Linked DNA regions of Mus musculus: region 2 is linked to region 1. Evidence: chromatin contacts called from public promoter capture Hi-C data. All regions are on one chromosome and are shown on one strand. The core of a region is the stretch at or near the end of the contact, and the rest is flanking DNA. Distances in the headings are between cores, read along the strand shown. Region 1 holds the start of 1810008I18Rik (RIKEN cDNA 1810008I18 gene). Region 2 holds the start of Adamts17 (a disintegrin-like and metallopeptidase (reprolysin type) with thrombospondin type 1 motif, 17).

Evidence for each region. Capture Hi-C pulls out chosen DNA fragments and counts their contacts.
Region 2: a promoter capture Hi-C map of liver shows a contact between it and region 1, with 3 times the contacts expected there. The contact joins the promoter of Adamts17 here to the promoter of 1810008I18Rik in region 1.

What each region holds. Positions count from the first base shown.
Region 1 is chr7:65,801,649-65,804,348 of GRCm38.p6, reverse strand. It overlaps 1810008I18Rik (RIKEN cDNA 1810008I18 gene), which reads right to left and starts at 1,312. Exons shown (of 3, transcript NR_167723.1): 1 at 1,200-1,312; 2 at 17-323. Gm51485 (a long non-coding RNA gene) reads left to right here and starts at 1,999. Exons shown (of 3, transcript XR_003946789.1): 1 at 1,999-2,194.
Region 2 is chr7:66,838,427-66,841,126 of GRCm38.p6, reverse strand. It overlaps Adamts17 (a disintegrin-like and metallopeptidase (reprolysin type) with thrombospondin type 1 motif, 17), which reads right to left and starts at 1,392. Exons shown (of 23, transcript NM_001033877.4): 1 at 1,216-1,392; 2 at 509-879. The coding sequence starts at 1,291. Gm33627 (a long non-coding RNA gene) reads left to right here and starts at 1,336. Exons shown (of 4, transcript XR_391554.2): 1 at 1,336-1,420; 2 at 2,331-2,415.

The sequences.
Region 1 (2,700 bases), core at 63-2,562:
GGAAGGAGGAACTAACCTGCCTGGGTGCGGATCCCTAACGATGCAAAATCTAAGGCCCGAGGAAGTTTCCACAGCTGTGCCCAGGTAGAAGCAGACTATCCCGAAGCCTGTGGTTACCACAAATACTGGATGGAGACAGACCCAACTCAGCACAGCTCAGCTGCTCTTCTTGGCGCACCAAGGTGAGCCCCTCTGCCGCATCCTGGGGAGAGACTGCCAAGCTCAATAGCCACCTGCTTCCCAGGAGGTCACACATGAGCCTTGCAGGATACTCTGGGCCCCAGGATGTCCCAGGGTGTTTTGACTGGCGGTGAATGAGACAGCTGTTTACAGAGGGAGGGAGAAGAGAGGAAGGGAGAGAGGAAGGGGTGGGCATTTTACACAATTTAATAACCAGAGGAACAACAGCAGTTACAGAAAATTTAGCCAAAATGTCATTCAGGGACGGGAAAGAGCAATTACTTAAATATTTAAAACAGACACCCCAGGAGTGGCCATGGGGGCCGTTCTTTGTTAATATTTAACCGGAGCCGGGCAGCCACCGAGAATACAACTGTTTACAGGAGATATGAACTAACACCCACTATTTGCTGAAAGCTATGGGGAGACTGTAGCTCTTGAACAGCTGATGATGTTCCTAAATCCCAGCCGCTCCAGTAGGGCCCCCCCCACATCACCACCATGAGGCCACAGGGGTGGGGAGGCCACAGCTGTCCCCAGAGCCCTGTGAAAACTGTAAACAGGCAGGCAGGGGTCAGCTGTCTTGCTCCAGACTCACAGTTTTCAGGAAGCCCAGCCCTGCAGCTGGGCCTGGGAGGTGGCTGCTGGCAAGATCATCAGCCCTCACTCCTGCAGACCCTGGCCAGGCTATCCTGGCCTCATCCACCCTCCTGGGCAGACACCATGCATGAAGCCAGGTGCTGATGAGCAGAGGAACTGGATCCCAAACTGGCTTGCTATGTCCCTCAATTCACACCGGGGCCTCCTGGGACACCAGACTGGGCTGTCTATAATTAATAAGCTAGCCTGTTTGCAGGGTTGGTAGATAGATAGGCCCTTTGTTCATTACAGCATCTACCTCCATGAGCTTGGCTTTTACCTACAACTGCCTCAAGTCTCATGGCTACCCTGCTGCTATGACAACCACTTCCCAACTTACTTGGGCACATTAGTTAAAACCCCACACAGATCCAACTTACTCCTCGGCTGCACTCTACCAGAAAGCCCAGCTCAAGCCCAAGGGAAAAAAACGTCACCTTTGAGTTCGTAGGCTGTTTCCAAGGTGCCACAGTTGAGACCACGTGTGCCTTTCAGAAGCCTGTGCCCCGTTGCATCATCTAATATGTTTGTTACAAAGTTGCCCAACCCTAGACCCACAACCCTGGCCTCCTCCCCGCATGCCACTGCCAACTGGTAAAAACCACAGATGGCCCTGACCTATTGAGCCCTTCTAATTGTTTGCACACCTGGTCAAGAGAAGAGAAAGATGGAGCAGGGAGGCGCGCTCTGGAAAAGCTAGAGAAGAACTGGGGCCTGCACAACAATATCTGTTAAAATAAAATAAAATCTAGTATATAAGAGCTAAAGTTTGGGTAGATATTTAGTACGTGATTTCACACACACACACACACACACACACACACACACACACACACACACACACATTCATTCCTTCTCAGGACAGTTGGCACACGCTGTCTAGAGTACTAAAACCATAGTCATTAAACTTTTTCTGTTCACTGAGTAGCTCTGGATACTAGAAATCTGAAGGAACGTTGAAGAGATTATGACTAAGGAACATGAAATGATCGGCTAAGGTTCTAGTTTAGCTAAATGCTGGCCAATGGGATCTAGAGACATCCACGGCCACTGAGTCATCAATTAGTCATGTGAACTTTTTTTTTTTTTTATTTTGATTGTTGCTACGGTTTCAACACAACTTCCTCTACCTCCCAACTCAGGTTGGAATTTTGTCCCCATTGTGAAGTAAGTGTTAGAGGGCAGACACAGTGTAGCCAGCAGTGAGGCCTTCACTGGACTGAAGCATGCATGGCCCTTGCCTTTTGGGGGGAGATCCCTTGCTGCTTGGGACTCTGCCAGCAGAAAGCCACCACTCAATACAGTCTCTCGTCCTTGGGTCTTTGCGACAGTGAACTGAAGAAGTCCTCTTTTCTTTTGAACTCACCAAGGCAAGGTGTTGTGTTTTCTTAGTAGGCAAACGTTTCTAGCTTCAGAGTAGTACTGTAACATGGTGGGGGGGGGGGGGCGTCTCTTTCTTGAAGCCATTCAGTAGTCAGTTACAGACAGGCCACTTTGAATCCTCTTATCATGTTCCCTCCTGGATGGTAACCAGACTGCTTTGCAGTTAGGAGACCTGGTGGACATAGCCAGGGGTGTCCTTGCTTTGCTGTTTAAGGGTTGTATCCTTCCCTGGCTAAAAGCTTATTCAATCCTAGCAGGCATGCCCCTGCACAGTGCTTGGCTTGTCTGTCATGGCTTGCTCATTTAACACACAGCCTACCCTGGTGCTCCTTCTGCTGTCCCCTCTTCAGCACCCTGATGGGCTCAGTTGTCCTAGAATTGGACACATCAATCAAAATTCAGCAGCATGCCCAAGAGGGCAGCATGGGGGTGCTTGGTGTATTCAAGCGTTGGAGACGGCAAATCTGGAAGGGGTTTTTATCATGGTCTGAATTTCAG
Region 2 (2,700 bases), core at 143-2,642, 1.0 Mb before region 1:
AAATACCTACTGCAGAGTAAGGCACTAGAGATACTGACAACAGTTCCTCTCTTGGTCTTACCTTTTCAGCTAGCAAAAATGAGACTAACCATGGCCTGCCTGGGGTCCCCTCCTAATGTAAGAAGGCTCAAGGGACAGAAGAGAAGTGCTTAGATACCCCATTCCTAGACAGGGAATGAACACTTTAGAGCTTCCCCATAACGTGCAGAAAACATACACACCTGTGCTGATGCTGTCAGAGTGGGAACGACAGGTTCATATTCTTTCCTCTAGGTGAGCTATAGCTAATTTCTCAATGCAACCCCACCTCGGCCAGGTTCAGGACACAACAGAAGCCAGGACAATAACAGGCCTTCCCCTGTGTTCTCTCTCCTAGGAAGGCACAGTCTGAAAGGGCCAAGTGAAGGAGATGGGAAGGTAGGTCTTCTCCCGCCCAGCCCTCCGCGGGACCACCCCAGGAGAAGTAACAGACTGGGCAAGGCAGACCCATAGGGGGCGCGGGCAATACCAGGCCGCCGGCGGCGCCGCAGGCGCTGAGGGAGACGAGGGAGCCCGGGTGGCCCAGGACTCGTCCGGAGTAGAAGCACAGCTCGGCAGGATGTCCGCTGCGCCCCGAGACACCCGCCTCCTCCACCTCGAAGCCTGGGGACAGGAAACGCAGGTCGCGATGCAGCTGCAGGTATAGGTCGCGCCCAAAGGCCGGCAGGTGCAGTAGCAGGGCGCGCTCTCCTTGCCCTGCTCGATGGCCACCTGGAGATGCTCGCGGTCGCCGCCACCGCCGGAGCCCCGCTGCTCCCGGCAGCAACTGCAGGTGCACGTCCTCGGGGCGCAGCCGCCTCGGGAGCACCACCTCCACGTCGGCCGCCGCGTCGCCGACAGCTGCGGGGAGAGAGGACACGCGTCAGCACCAGCCTGGCCACCAGGGCTGCCGGCCGCTCCGGCGCTGACTCGCAAGGCTCCGTGGGTATCGCGCAGCCGTGACCCCGCACTCCCTTCCCTCCCCGAGCCGGGCCTCTCCAAGCTGGCGAAGCCACTCGATCGCACCGGGGGTCAGCTCGCCATCCGCGTGCCGAGAGGGAACCAGAGACCAGTTCTCCGGCCGCGGCCTTCACTCTCCTCCTCAGGGGATGCTGTCAGCGGTCCACCTATGCACCCGGGCGCCGGGATGCTTCGGGAAGGCACCGGGAAGGTGGCCGCGAGAGCTAGGAACGCTACCTGTGCCCGGGTCCAGCCCCCACACCAGCAGCAGCAAGGACAGGACGAGAGGGGGCAGCAGGGTGCCGTCACACATGGTACTTGGGACCAGCAGCCCCCAAGACTGTAGTGATAGAGCAGGGACTCGCGAGGCGGCGAAGCCAACCGGAGTGCAGCCCTGCAGCCTTTGGAAAAAGTAATTAGCGCTGCGGACAAACCCAACATGGTAAATACTAAGCCCCACCTTCTCCTTGGAAAGTAGGCGGTGATTGGGCTTTTGCTTTTCTCTGCCCCGCCTTCCCTGTCCGTATTGGTTAGGGCCGGTCGAAACCAACGTGCGTAGTTAGGTTGTAAGCACTTTCTTACACGTGGTTTCTAGGCAGTAGGTAGGCTGTGACACCAGGTGGCAGGCGCGAGCCGGCTCAGCTGCAGCATCTTGGAGCAGCCAGGAGGACACCAGCCTGGTCTTCAGTTTGTTCACATTTGGGAGATCACCTTTGAGGCTTCCTAGGAAGATAGGCCAGACCAACCAGTTCAGTACAAGAAAAAGAAAATCTCTATGTATTGAAGTGACTCCTATTTTTGATTAGTTTGGGCTGGAAAGACGCAGCCCAGTGTTCCTAGCACACCTGAATTCATGCCTGACTTCTATATCTATGGTGTTTGTCCACACCCCGCAGGCTTCTTGCAGTCTATACTTTCACAGAATCCAAGAAGGTGAGAGCATAATAACACTCCCCTGAAGACTGGGAAACTGAGAAAAAGGAAATGTAAGGAGCCTGCTTAAATTGGACAGCTAGTATCTGTCAGAGCCGTGTCTTGTGTCTGTGATCCTGACTTTAGGTCAGGTGTGTTTAGGGAGGTATATTAGCTGCGCTTTGCATCGCAGGACCCTGGAGAGCTGAGAGGCAGAGCCTGAACTTGAACCCAGCCTTTCACGAACAGAATGAGTGTTCAATTTTCCAGCAGAATCTAGCCAGATATTATCCCTAGCAGACCCCTATGGGTAATCCCATTGGCCTCTTTAAAATTGTCCTACAGATAGCAGGACTGACTGAGCACAGGGATACCACAGCAGTCACAGATGGCTCCTCATCTCTCCCTTTTTGTCTGTTTGCTTGCTTGTTTTCAAAAAGGCCCCTACTCACCCCTCATCACAGGATCCAGACTTCATCACAGGGCTGAATTACCAGAAAGCATCCAGAGACGAGGTAAACACTGGTGAGTTTCCCTAAGTTTGGTGCCCCTGTCCTGGTAAGCTGTCTGCAGCTCTCCACAAAGGCGTATCACAGAATGTGCTGCCGAGCCAGTCTCTGATCTAGTGGCTGTCACTCACCGGTTGGCACCCTCGGGTGACTGGCAGCATGGGTCAGGCTCTGTTGGTGGCTATGAATGAGTAGGGCTTTGCCTCACTTGACCATGAGAATTTGACTGTGACCTCAACCATGTCATGGGAAACAGGAAGAAAAGGAGAAGCCTTAGCCCTGTGTGAGTGTGTGTGTGTGT